Linked DNA regions of Sus scrofa: regions 1 and 3 are each linked to region 2. Evidence: chromatin contacts called from public Hi-C and promoter capture Hi-C data. All regions are on one chromosome and are shown on one strand. The core of a region is the stretch at or near the end of the contact, and the rest is flanking DNA. Distances in the headings are between cores, read along the strand shown.

Region 1 (4,626 bases), core at 648-3,147, 340 kb before region 2:
CTTCTTCCTGACTCAGTCTGTTCCCTGTGCTTGGAAGCTCTGATTAGGTTCATTTCAGTTCAAATGTCACCTCTTGGGAGGGTACAGCTCAGTGGTAGAGCATTTGACTGCAAATGTTACCTTTTCCCAGAGTCTTCCCTGACCATTCTGTGTAGTATTACCACCACCATTCCACCAAGTTATTCTTTTTTAATTTTTTTTCTTTTTTATGGCCGCACCTGGGGCATGTGGAAATTCCCAGGCTATGCATTGAATCAGAGCTGCAGCTAAGGCCTATGCCACAGCCAGTGCAACACCGGATCCTCAACTCACTGAATGAGGGCCAGGGATTGAACCCACATCCTCACATACACTATGTCCGGTTCTTAACCCACTGAGCCACAACGGGAACTCCCCACCAAATTATTTTTGATTATGCAACCTGTTTCATTTCCTTCACAGATCTTAAATTTCCTTATATTTATTTAATATTTTAATTACTATAGCTAACATTTAAGCATTCATCATAAGTATTTTTTATACATTAATGAAGTGGTGTGCTACTTATGCTTATTGATGGCTCTCCAAACTCCAAAACTCTGACACACTGTTTGCCAATTTCTGTGGTGTAAACATTCCCATTGATTGGGATTTCAAACTATCAAACTTAAGTCACTAAACATGATTTGGGAAGGCAAGGGCAGAAGTATACCATTATACAGTATTTGCCATAGTGATATAGCAGTGGTAAATAACCTCAAGAGCACAGATAAAACAAGAGTGTAGTAAAATACTTAGCAAGGGATGTTTTGAGTATTTATTACCTTGTTGTTTACACAACTTATTGAATTGTAGGTTTGTATAAGTTAATTTTTGATAATAGCTGAGTTTATTTTTATTTAATTTCAAAAAAGTATTATTAGGAGTACAGTTGATTTACAATGTTGTGTTAGTTTCAGGCATACAGCAAAGTGAATCATTTACACATATAAACACTTTCATTCTTAGATACTTTTTTTTTTTTTTTTAATTTTATGGCTGTACCCGAGGCATATGGAAGCTCCTGGGGAGGGGGATACTGAATCCCAGCCACAGCCGCGGCAATTCAGGATCCTTAATCCACTGAGCAGGGTTGGGGATGGAACCAGCAACACCACAAAGATAAGCCAGATCATTAATCAACTTCTCTTTAACCAACTTTGCCACAGCAGGAACTCCCTTTTTGGTTTATAAAGGAACCTCCATACTATTCTCCATAGTGGCTGTACTAATTTACAGTAATGTCTGTGTTTAAAAGCGGCTGGCAAAATTTCTAAGCATTCTTCAATGGTTTCTAGCTCACTCACAAGGAGCCAAAAACGAGTGCATTTTTAAGGTGAGGGACCTGAGGCACAGAAAAGTTCGGCAACTTGTTCAAGGCCGCAGAGCTAATAAATCTCTGTAATACTCCACAATGTATCCTCAGAACCCATATAGTTGACATTCTACAAATAAGTATGTAGTAAATCAACGAATACATATTTAATACTCTTTGAAAACATAAAAAAGGAAACATTTTAACACTAAAAACATACACACAAGAGTGAAATGAACGTTTCTTTAAAACTCGCTCAACAATTCCAGGATGGTAACTGTCTTCACGTGTCTCCTTTCAGCAGCACCTCAGTGCTATTACAATTCACCTGCTATAGTGGGAGACCTCGCCCAACCCTTTGCTATAAGCTTGAGGCGCCCCGCTTTCCGTCGCCACGCCCTACTTCGCCGCAAGGCCTCCTGGGAGTGGTAGTTCCCAGTTTGGGAGTTTCGTGGGCAGCCGCGAGGCGCGCTGACCCGCAGAACTACAGAGGGCGGTGCACAGACCGCGAGGCTCTTCCGCCTCGCCTTTCCCCTCCTGCCTGCGCGCCCGCCCCAGCTATCATGGCGGCTCCCTTGGCCTTGGTGCTGGTGGTGGCAGTGACTGTGCGGGCAGCCTTGTTTCGCTCCAGTCTGGCCGAGTTCATCTCGGAGCGGGTGGAGGTGGTGTCCCCACTGAGCTCTTGGAAGAGAGGTGAGGCCACCGGCTCGAGTAGGCGTCCAGGCCCCGCCTGTGCGCCTCTGGCCTCTGTGAATGGGAGGCGGGGGCAGTGGCCGCATGTTCAAGATTCTGAGGGAACTCACCAGTTATCGCGTCCTCGAGCGGGCGAGCGGGGCTGCTAAGGGCGGGGGGACGTTGGTTGGTGTGGTGAGGTTGGGGCCGTAGGGGCTGGTCACCTGCGAGATGTAGATATGAGGGGGTGTGTCCCCCTCGGGTCCTGAGCTGAGGGGCGTGGTCTGAGGAAAGATCTGCTTGAGGAAGGGTCGGGATGAGAAAAGGGCGTGCTAAGTGGAGTGAGTTTTGGCGCGAGATCGCTTGTGCGTGGGTGTGTGTGTGTGTGTGGGGGGGGTGCCCCTGAGGGGACCATTCCTGCATAAGCGAGGAGAGTGTGTGAGTGCCCTTATAAACCTTGTCTCAGCCTGGGACTTGCAGTGCAGCTTCTCCTACTATATCTTATTTCTTTTAAGTTCTTCATCAAACATTGTTTTATACTGGAGCCCACAGAGAGCCAGTTTGGACTAAAGAGTCCACAGGCACTCTAATAAGGCAGACAAACAGATATAGTCATTTATGAAAAGTGTACTTCCTGGAGTTCCCATTGTGGCTCAGTGGATAACAACCCAGGTAGTATCCATTAGGAGGGCTCAGGTTCAACACCTGGCCCTCTCTCAGCGGATTAAAGATCCCTCGTTGCTGTGAGGTGCATTGCAGATCGCAGATGTGGCTTGGATATATCTAGTGTTGTTGTGGCTGTGGTGTAGGCCCACAGCTGCAGCTCTGATTTGACCCCTAGCCTGGGAACTTCATATGCAGCAGGTGTGGCCCTAAAAAAAAAAAAAGAAAAAAGAAAGAAAAGTGTACTTCCTGTGTGCCTCCAGTTCCTTCCTTGGAGTTCTGACCCTGAAGAAAGTGTCCTCTCCTTTTCCAGTTTAAGGAATGTGGGATTTGAGCTAACTCTTGAAGGATGTAGAGTGTGAAAAGGGAGATTAGAGGAAGCGGAGTTTCAGGTAGAAGGTTGTCAGGATCAAGACATGTTGAAAGATGTGAAATGCCCAAAGTAGGGGAGTAATGAGGTGGGTGTAAGGTGAAGGCCAGAATTTGAAGATTTTTTTTTCAAAAAACTTTCTTACTGGAATTCCCTGGTGGCACAGCGGGTTAAGGATCTCCTGTTGTTACTGCTGTGGCTGCAGATTTGATCTCTTGCTGGGGAACTTCTGCGGAATGCTGTGGTCATGGACAAGAAAATAAATAAACTTTTCTTACTGAAGTACAATATACAGACAGTGCACATAATAATAAGTGTATAGCTTAAATAATTTACTATACTCATGTAGCCAGCTTGCAGTTCAAGAAACAGAACATTACCAGCAGCCCAGAAATCCCCTTCATGTCCTTGAACTTTTTTTTTGCTAGGTAAAATCTATTTATTTCTCTAGATGTATTTTCTTTTTTTTTTAGTTTGTATGATTTTTGTTTTTTTCATTATAGTTGATTTACAGTGTTCTGTCAATTTCTCCTGTACAGCAAAGTGAACCAGTCATACGTGTATTTATATATTCTTTTTCTCACATTATCCTCCATCATGTTCCATCACAAGGGACTAGATATAGTTTCCTCTGCTATCCAGCAGGATCTCATTGCTTATCCACTCCAAATGCAATAGTTTGCATCATGTCCTCAAACTTCAAATGCTAGAGTTTTTGATGTTATCCCATTGACATTTTGGAATGGGGAGTCGTGTAATGAATGGCTGTTTTATGAATAATTAGAGCTAACTTTTCTAAAAATACTTCCGGAGACTGGTAAGCCTCATTTTATTCTCCAGTTATTCTTGTATTAGATGGCATTATCTTCCTTATTTTACAGATGAAGAAACTGAGATTTGGTGAAGTTAAGTAGTTTGCCCAGGTTCCAGCTGATAAGTGGTAAAAAGGTAGTTGTAGTTCATATGTGTGATGGTAAGAGTTTAGACTTTATATCTTTGCATATGATATTTGCATATAATTATTTGTTGAACAAATTGAATTGTTTGTTGAAATCACTTGGTTCCTGCTTTCTTCTGAATTCCAGAAGATCCAAGGCAGCATTAGACCCTACTTTCTCTACTCTCTCACCACTTAAAACTACTTATGTCCCTCATTTCTACAGACCCACCAGTTGATTTGATAGTACAGCTAAAATTTATACAAATTTCTTGCTTGACAAAATGCAGATGTATGCTTCCAATAAATAATAATAACTAACGCTGGTGTAAAGCTCTCTGCATGCCAGGTACTGTTCTAAGCATTTTAGATGTGTTAAAAAAAAAAAAGCATTTAGTTTCTATAATGGCACTTTATAGATGAGAATATTAAAGTACAGAGATATTGTTATTTGCTGAAAGTCACATGGATAGTAACATTATGTGATTAGCTGGCAATCTTTAGGCATGGCTGTTTTACCAGTGACCACTGTATAGCATCTTGTGTTATGTGTCAAGAATAATTTTAGAACCTTTCTGTCACATTTGATATTTCTTCAGCCTTTGACTTAAAGATTAGTAATTCTTGTAGGCTTAGCTTTTTGAATCAGGG
Region 2 (4,289 bases), core at 678-3,177:
TACCCAAAATAAGATTTTTTAATCCACTGTTGATCGGAGTATAGACTGAGATAACTGCTTGGGAAATAGTTTCATATTACCTAGTTAAGTTGGACATGAGTGTATGTATTCAAGCAATTTGGCTCACAAATATATCTACATCTATATCCATATAGGTACACACACATGAGAATATTAAGCAGTAGTCTTTATGGCAGCAAAAAAAAAAAAAAAAAAAACTGAAACAATCCAATGTCCATCAAAAATAGAATAAGTAAATAAGTGGATTATACAGAAATGAAAATAAATGAACCACAGCTATAGCCCTTACAGAAATGACTCTCAAAAGCAGTGTTGAGGGAATTCCTGTTGTGGCTCAGTGGTTATGGAACCAGACTAGTATCCATGAGGATGCAGGTTCGATCCCTGGCCTTGTCAGTGAGTTAAGGATCTGGCATTGCCATGAGCTGTGGTGTAGGTCACAGATGTGGCTCGGATCTTGCGTTGTTGTGGCTGTGGTGTAGCTGCCGGCCTACACTACAGCCACAGCTCCAATTCGACCCTTAGCCTGGGAAATTCCATATACTGCAGGTGTATGGAAAAGACAAAAGACAGGAAAAAACAACAACAACAACAACAAAACAAACCAACAATGTTGAGGAATTCTCCTGCGGTGCAGCAGGTTAAGGATCTGGTGTTGTCACTGCACCAGCTTGGGTTGCTGCTGTGGCTCAGGTTAGATCCCTCCTTGGGAACTTCCACATGCCAAAGGCACTGCCAAAAAAAAAAAAAAAAAAAAAAAAAAATAGAACTGAAAGAGAAAAGTAAGTTGCAGAAGAATATGTATCCTATGATTTCATTTACACAAAGGTGAAACAGTCAAAACTAAGCAATGCATGGTTTAGTGGGTTAAGGATCTGGCATTCCTGTGGCTGTGGCTGGCAGCTACAGCTCCGATTTGATCTCTAGCCTGGGAACTTCCATATGCCACAGGTGCAGCCCTAAAAAGCAAAAAAGAAAAAAACAATTCTGTCAGACTGACAAGTGATGACAGGGATGTGGATCAACAAGCCCTCTCAGACACTGCTGGTGATAGGATGAGCTACCTTGGAAAACAATTTGGTAATATCTAGGAAAGTTAAAAATGTGCCTTTATCTCAAAAACTCCACCCCTGAGTACACTTATGGTTCCAGGACACCTACTCATGGGCTAAGAGGCAATGTTCATTTTTTCATATACACAATAATGGCAGACTGTATAAAATCTGAATATAGAACAGGTAAATTAATCACACGATGTATACAATAAAATACTATACAGCAGCAAAACTCTATGCATGACCCTTACAAATATTAACAGAAAAAAAGCAAGTTGCAGAAGAGTAAGTACAGTATGGCACTATTTAAATAAAGGTTTTAAACACAGAGTGACTTCTATGAAGCATTTAATGATTTATGCATATGTAGTAAAAGTATTAAAAATGCATACAAATCTACCTAAACTCAGCATGGTGGGAGGAGGGTGGAAGGTCTCCCATGTGCTAGGTGTTGACATATTGCAACTTTACCTATTTGTATGGTAGGTATCATTCTGCCCAATTTATAGAAGAGGAAATTGAGGTTCTGGGAAGTGAACTGGTTGGAATTTCAATTTCACTCGGTTTTGGCGTCGGATTCACTGATTGAATGAATGAAGTTAAAGATGGCCTCAGGTTTGATATCAGGCCTCTCCTGGAACTCCTTTCGCTACGCTGCTCGGGAGGTGGAAGGTCCCCGTAAGCTAAAAACTGGTCTGAACCCCAACCAAAGTCCGTTCTGGTCCCGCCCCCCTCCGTTGGGCCCCGCCCCCCTGCGTTGGGCCCCGCCCCGACCGCTCAGCACCAGCGGGACTCATGAATATGCAAGCTACGGTAAGATATTTAAAGGCGCCGGTGCCACTCGCAGATCCCTGCCCGGCGCCGCCCGCCCTGCGTTTGTCCCCAGCCCAAGGCCGGCCCCCTTCGCTCGTGTCCATCACTACGTGTGGAAGCGCCGCCAGCATGTCGGAGAAGCTGCCTTACAAAGTCGGTGAGTCCCTGGACATGCAGGGTAGGGGCCTGCTGGGACGGCAGCCACAGGGCCGAATCGGGGCGCTCAGGAGGAGCCCCTTGAATCGCTGGCTTGGCGCGGTCTTTGGCCGCGCGAGGCCTTCTGGGGGCTGGAGTTCTTCCGCCGCCATGAGCAGGTCTTCGGAGGCGGCCGCGCACTACGAGTCCCGGCGTGCCCCGCGAGGCCGGGTGCAGCGGCGCGGGCTGCGGAGTGGTGAACTCGCGGCGTGTTCCACACGGAGCCGGCTGGGGCGGGCGGGGAGCGCACACCTAACCGAGGCCTGGGACCAATGGCACCTGCTGGGGCCAACACCGGGGAGCCTGGATCCTGCCTCCTGGGTCTGGACCAGCTCTTTGGCCCCCTGGGTGGTCCTGGGCAAGTGCTTATCCCTCTCTGGGCCACCTACAGGGAAGACGAGGTCATTAAGACCCCGAAGGGCACGTGAGGAGAGGCCTGGAGACTGAGCCGACACAAGCACTAGTCCACTTACAAGGGACTTTGGGCTTGTTACTCAACCTCTGGGGTCACCCACCTGGCCAACAGGGACAATCGTACAGAGAATCTCGAAGAAATTTTGGAGTGGCTAGAAAAATCCTTACTGCTCTCCTAGGGATTGAAGCTGTGCATTGATAGTTAATGTTTACTGGGCTTTTACTGTGGAATGGGCACTGCCTTCTACCTTTATTCTAGATTAATTCATTTTCTTCTCACGGTTTTTTAGGATAGGGGCTGTTACTTTATCATTTTACAATGAGTATACTGAGATACAGGAAAAAAGGTTAACTTGTCCATGATCTTATAGCTGGGAGGTGGTGGAGCAGGATATAAATCCAGATCCTGCTCACCTTTTCACCACAGTATATAAGTGAACACATCTGAAACAGCCCCACTGACCTTTCAGGAAAAAACTGTTCAGGCAGACTATCAGTTTTTAAAGTAAATTCAAGACACCATTCTACCCAGAGAAAGGCATCAATATTTATGGAGCTGTGTATCTGGGGGTTTGCATTTGTTTACAGAATGACCTTTAGAGGTGGACTTTATCCCATTATACAGAGGAAGAAGCTGAAGGTGTAATAGGAAATGACTTGGAAAGATTCTGTGGAAATAGTAACTTACCAATAGTTGTTTATCAAGTTGCAGCCCAGAGCAGACTCTTGTCCCTGTGGTGTGAATGAAGTGGAAGCCTAGAAAGGTTAAATCAAGGTCATGTCAGTGGGAGAGTTGGAAAAAGGGCTTGTCATACTGTGGAGAGATGGGTGAGTTAGGGTTGAGGGCTTTGGGTTGTATGGGAGGAGGTAAGACTGCATTTGGAAGTGGAGGAGCTTGGCAGGGTAGGGTTGGAGGAAGGAAGTCTCCATTAGGGAGGGCATACTGTGCTTGCCCATGTTGCATCTTCTTTAATCTTCAGGGCTCATAGGAAGGTTAGGGATGGTTATTCCCACTTTACAGATGAAGAAACTGAGGCTCAGGGAGGGTTTTGCTATTTTTCCTCTTGGCTTGTCCTGGAACAGGTGTTACTGCAAGTCCTCAGTTCCCTGGGCACCAAAAACCCCAAAGCTTAGAGTATCAGACCCTCCTGTACCCTTTGAGTACATCAGGCCTAGTCCTGAGTATACAGCTGTCCTGAGGGCAGTGAAAGAGTTCTTTTTAGCTAGAGGGACAGGTGGTGGCAGAGGGGGTGGAACTTAGGATAGGACAGAACCATTGTCCACTACTGCTGGGCCTCTCCTAGGAGCCTCTAGCTCTAGCCCCACCTTTGCCAGCCCCGCCTCTGCCTTTGACTGGCTGTGGAAGCAAACCTGGGGCAAACCCCTCTCTGAGCCTAGGAGTTAGACTGGGTTCAGATTTGTTTTTTTTTATGCCACCTCCATCTTGTGCCAGTCCCTTTCATGGACCTTCTCTCCTTTAGTCCTTACAATAGGTATGGTCAGTAAACATTTGTGGATCCCTTCTCTGTGCCAGGACCAGCAGGGCACTAGAGATACAAAGGTGACTCAGGAAAGAGGGGGGACGACAGCATACAGATAATGTAGTATTTAAGTGAAGAGATCTGCCCATTTCTCTGTGTCCACGGCCACCATCCAAGTTCTGGTCTTCTTCCTCACAGGTCTTCCTGGGTCTCATGCTCCACGGATACAGGCAGAAACCAAAAGGGTCTTTTCAAAAGACAAGTGTGGTCATGATACTCCCCTTGAAACTCCATAACTCCTTATTCATCA
Region 3 (4,511 bases), core at 1,391-3,890, 360 kb before region 2:
AGATAATATGGGAAAAAGAATGTGTGTGTGTGTGTATGACTGGGTCACTTTGTCATACAGCAGAAACTGACAGAACATTGTAAATCAACTATAATAAAAAAAATTTTATTAAAAAGTAGAAGCATTCTACTCTTACTGCTTACCCACCTGGACTATTTTTATGGTGGTTGCTACCTCTCACATTCCCTGGGTATGTTTTCACACTTGCCACACAATCACCTAAGCTCTAGACCCTAAGAGTATTTACACATTTGTGGACCCACAGTGGACTCCAGAAGGAAGTACTCTCTGGATGAGGGCTTTGCCAGTGGGAGATCTTCAGGGATTGAAAAAGGTTGGGCCACCCCCAACTAGTGCCTGCCCAGCACAAGCCACATATCCTAGCCCATCTGTAGCCACAGGGAGTTAGTGATTCAGTTACTAAATATCCAGAGCTTGGCCCCTCCTGAAGAAAGGGAATACTGTGGCCTTGGGGAGATAAACCCTCTTTCCAAGGACCTACTGCTTCATTAAGAAAATGAAAAGGAAGTTAAGAGGTGTTTCAGGGACCATGATATTCACCCAGCCCATTTTGCAACCTGAGGATCAGAGGACATAAGTCCACTCAAAGACACATGGCTAGATGGTGGCAAAGCAGGCCTAGCCCCAGGTCACTGAGCATCCAGTCCAGAGTGTAGAGAGTCAGAAACCCCTCAGTAAGCAATCTCCAAAAATATGATGCAGGAGAGATGGGCAAGTCAGACAGGAGTCAGACCTTCATCGAGTCACTGAGGTACTCAGAGCCTCTTGGTCCAGCTATAAAAGGTCTGGGGTTCCTGGCGTCAAGATGCATCATGTATTACCAGAGCACCCATTGTGTACCAGAGTCTGCTCTGGGCCTCCTCAAATTACATATTGAGGTAAGGGAGCCTTAGGGTGGCGAGGGAAGCTCCCTGCCTGGGGTCACACAGCAAGTCAATGATAGGGCCAGAAGTGACAGCCGCACCAGCCATCCAGTGCCCGCCCCCTCTCATGACCACTGAGGGAGGCTCCCAGGACTTTTCTTGCCCAGCCCTACCAAATTCCTGGTTCTCACATTCCCAGCGCTGCTCCACAGAGAACCATTCCCTTTAATAACTATAGCAGCCATGTCTAGAATAGCACTTGAGCCCCAAGCCACCTCTGCCCATCCTTGAGCAAAGCCCAGGTTGGGATGGGACTCCTGGTCCAGCCCATAGGCCCATCAACTTAGGAAGTCAGAGGCTTTCCTCCTGCCTCCTTTCCTCCTGGTCCCTCTCTGTGAACAGAGGGAGGGGCAACACAAGCCTTGTAATCATCAGCACTAGGCCAGGTCAGTCCTTCCTAGCTGACAACTCTGATGTTGGGAGGCAAAGAAGGGCCAAACAAAGGGAACTCTCACCTCTACCCCATCCCAACATCGGCCCTGGAGACAGCCTGATGCAGCCACTGACTCACCTTTCTGCAGTCAAAACAGATGGGAGGGAGTAATTTTACTGGGCTCTGGAACTCCAGGGTATAAAGTAAGGATCAGGGCTTCAAAAGGGGACCCAATCTCCTAGGAGCCCTATCAAATTTGGATGGCGCTTAGCCCAAGGTACAGTCCTCAGTGGAAGGAGAATGTGTAACTACTTGTAATAAGCTCATACTAAGTATGTGCCCAGGGCTAATGCATCTGCCACTCACTAGGCAGGCATGACTCTAATTGGCTGCAGGACCTAGAGTAAGCCACTTGCCCGCTCCTGGCCTCAGTTTTCCCTTCCGTGAAATGGGGTCTAAGACCCCTCCTTTCGGGAAGTGACGTGACCTCAGTTAAGGCGCTGCACACATTTCAGGGATTAGAAGGATGTAATTATGTTAGTCCAGGGGTGCAGAGCCTGGAGCCAGAGGGAGGGGATTCCACCACCATCTGGCGCTGCCTCAACGATCCGGCTGGAGCCAAAGCTTCAGGCGCCCCTGAACTCCTGACAACCCCCTCCCCCAATGTAGACCCAGTAACGCTGTTTGAACCTCTCTCAAGTCGCAAGGAGAAAGTAGAGGATCAGAGGCTTGAACGCAGCTCTTGGATTAATCCAGAAAACTGGAGGACCTTTTGGTCCCGCTGCCTTTCAGCGTCCCTCACCCGTGGGCCCAGTCCCGACTCAGCGCCCGACGGGTCACGGGAGGACAGGCGACCCGAGCCGGGAGGGGGTGGGGGGGCGGTCCCGGCCTTGGTGACGTCTCAATGTCATATGCAAATATGCAGACGTCAGAGTCTACCGGACGGGCGGCAGCCAATCCAGAGGCGGGAGTGCAGCCCCGGCGGCCGCCGGCGGAAAGAGACAAAGACCCGGGAGCTGGGGGAGCGGGGAGTGTTCTGGGGCCCCGGGAGCCCAGGGGCCAAAGCTGATCAGAACTCACCTGGGGCAGGGGCGGGGCGGCAGGCGGAGGTGGCGCTGAGGTAGTTGTGAGGCGGAGTGTCCTAGGGTCCGCGGCTGATCACAGGCCCCGCCGCATCGCGGGGGCTAGGCGGGGAGGCGGCGGGGGTACGGGTCGGACGTTCCGGGTTGCTGCGCTCGCCCGCTGGGCTTCGAGTCTGTGCAGCAGCTGCTGGGCTCACAGCACAAATTGGAGCGTTCAAACAGCTGATTGTGACGTCACAAAGGGGCCCGCCCGCCTCGCGTCAGCGACCGGCGAAGCGGCGGCCAATCCCAGGCTGCGGATCTCCCCTCCCCGCCTCCTCCTTGGTTCGCTGGCTAGTGGCTCCCTCCCGGGATCAAGACTCCGAGCCGGAGGCTGGGGGGTGGGGCGTTCGGAGACGCGACTGCTGGGCGCTTGGAGCCCCTGCTCCTGGGCGACCCCACAGACCTCTCAGTGAGGAGAATTACCACTCCTTCTACAGGATCCCCATCTTTCTGTACTCCCTCCGCATATCCCAGCGCCTTTGCCCCTCCTGTCCGTTCACCTGTATCCTCTATCCAAATCCCTCGGTCTGTACCCTTTTCTCAACTCCGCGCCACATCCGTGACCTTCCAGTCTCCTCCTCCCCGCCCTTCTCCCGGGCCTCCGTTTTCTGCCTCACCTTCTCACCCCTACGCATTATCTGCTCTGCCGCTCCATTTTTCCTCATCTGGACAGGCTTGAGAGGTGGGGCACATCTCCCTTCCCCGGTTCCAGGGGTGTACCCGGGAGTATAGGAGAGTTGGTTAGACTGACAGAATATTTTTCAGAGTAGGACTTGGAGAGGGATTGCTCTGGGCTGAATAAACACTGAGCTAGAGAGTGCTCAGCACTGGAACGTTTCCACATCTTGTTTAACCCACCTTGCTGCTGGGGCTGGACAGAAAAGTGACGGGACAGGGATTGATTATTAGCCTCGATTTACACGCGGGAAAACTGAGACTCAACAAATCTCATGCTTAGTATGTAGATTTATATTCAGCAATGCATTGAGCAAATATTGAGTACCTACTATTGCTGCTGCCAGACCGGTAGCTGATATTTATTGAACACTTACTGAGTGCGAGGCACTGTGCTATAGTGCTTTATATGTCTTTTGATCTTCACAACAACCCTGAAAGATGGGTGTTATGCCCCTCCCCATTTTCCAGCTGAAGAAACAGGCTCAGAGAGCCTAAGCGATTTCCCAAGGTCACAAAGCTACAGCAAATGGCAGAGCCAGAACTTGAACCCATAGTTCCAGGCCCCAAATCTCTCCACTCTCTATAGGCACCAGACTGTCTAAATCCCAGAATGCTTCAGCCTCCCCAGGGAGATCTAGGCACAGTCTTGACTTTCCCCAAACTTGCTGTGTGACCTCAAGCAAGTCATGTTACCTCTCTGGACCTCAATTTCATTATCTATCAAACTTAACATATCCAAGTTTCCTTTTAGAGGTTCCTTCAAATGCTCCACCCTCAGGATTCTGCCAATCCCATCCTCTAGGTCCCCAGCATTCTCAGCAGCCTGAGAAATGCCTGGGGAAAAACCACGCACACACATCCTCAGAGTCTCCAGGGTTTTCTGGTTCCTCTCTTGGAGGAGCTGGGCTAGTCGGGTTGGGTCTGAGAGCTGCTCATCCGGCCCATCAGGAGGTGGGGGTAGGGTGGGGTGGGGGTGGGTGGGGTGAGCTAGGCCAGAGTGGCTGCTCTGGTTCTAAAATCCTGTCCCAGTCTAATTCAGACTAGGGGGACTCCTCAGTCCTAGCAACTGGGAGAAGGAACCAGGAAATAATATCCAGAGGCTTCTGGGTGAGAGGAGGAGAGAGCAGTGTTTTGGCCCTTGGAGTCGTATCCCCACAGTATCCTCATTCTGTGCAACCCTGAGCCTCTGCCCTTCATATCTGCTTCCTGCTGACCTCACACCCTCTCTTGACGTCTTGCTGACTTAAACATGCCTCTCTTGTCACACCACCTGCCTGCTCTGAAACCTTCTGTGGCTCCCAAAGTACCATGCTTCTTAATACAGCATTCATGGCCTTCCATGATCCAGCCCAGTTCTCGCCAGCTCTAATCTCCTTCTTCACCTACATGCAC

The links. Promoter capture Hi-C pulls out the DNA fragments that hold promoters and counts their contacts. A called contact is a pair of places that touch in the nucleus more often than the background predicts.
Region 1: a contact with region 2 is called in a promoter capture Hi-C map of fetal liver, with 2.8 times the contacts expected there. The contact joins the promoter of PIGU here to the promoter of AHCY in region 2. A contact is called at or near these places in 2 of 5 promoter capture datasets (fetal liver and liver) and 1 of 2 datasets of contacts at active chromatin or transcription factors (alveolar macrophages).
Region 3: a contact with region 2 is called in a Hi-C map of liver, with 2.9 times the contacts expected there. The contact joins the promoter of TP53INP2 here to the promoter of AHCY in region 2. A contact is called at or near these places in 1 of 5 promoter capture datasets (fetal liver), 2 of 47 Hi-C or Micro-C datasets (embryonic fibroblasts and liver) and 1 of 2 datasets of contacts at active chromatin or transcription factors (alveolar macrophages).

What each region holds. Positions count from the first base shown.
Region 1 is chr17:38,078,333-38,082,958 of Sscrofa11.1, reverse strand. It overlaps PIGU (phosphatidylinositol glycan anchor biosynthesis class U), which reads left to right and starts at 1,897. Exons shown (of 12, transcript NM_001185136.1): 1 at 1,897-2,026. The coding sequence starts at 1,897.
Region 2 is chr17:37,742,016-37,746,304 of Sscrofa11.1, reverse strand. AHCY (adenosylhomocysteinase) reads left to right here and starts at 1,927. Exons shown (of 10, transcript NM_001011727.1): 1 at 1,927-2,046. The coding sequence starts at 2,019.
Region 3 is chr17:38,102,318-38,106,828 of Sscrofa11.1, reverse strand. TP53INP2 (tumor protein p53-inducible nuclear protein 2) reads right to left here and starts at 2,640. Exons shown (of 4, transcript XM_003359949.4): 1 at 2,398-2,640.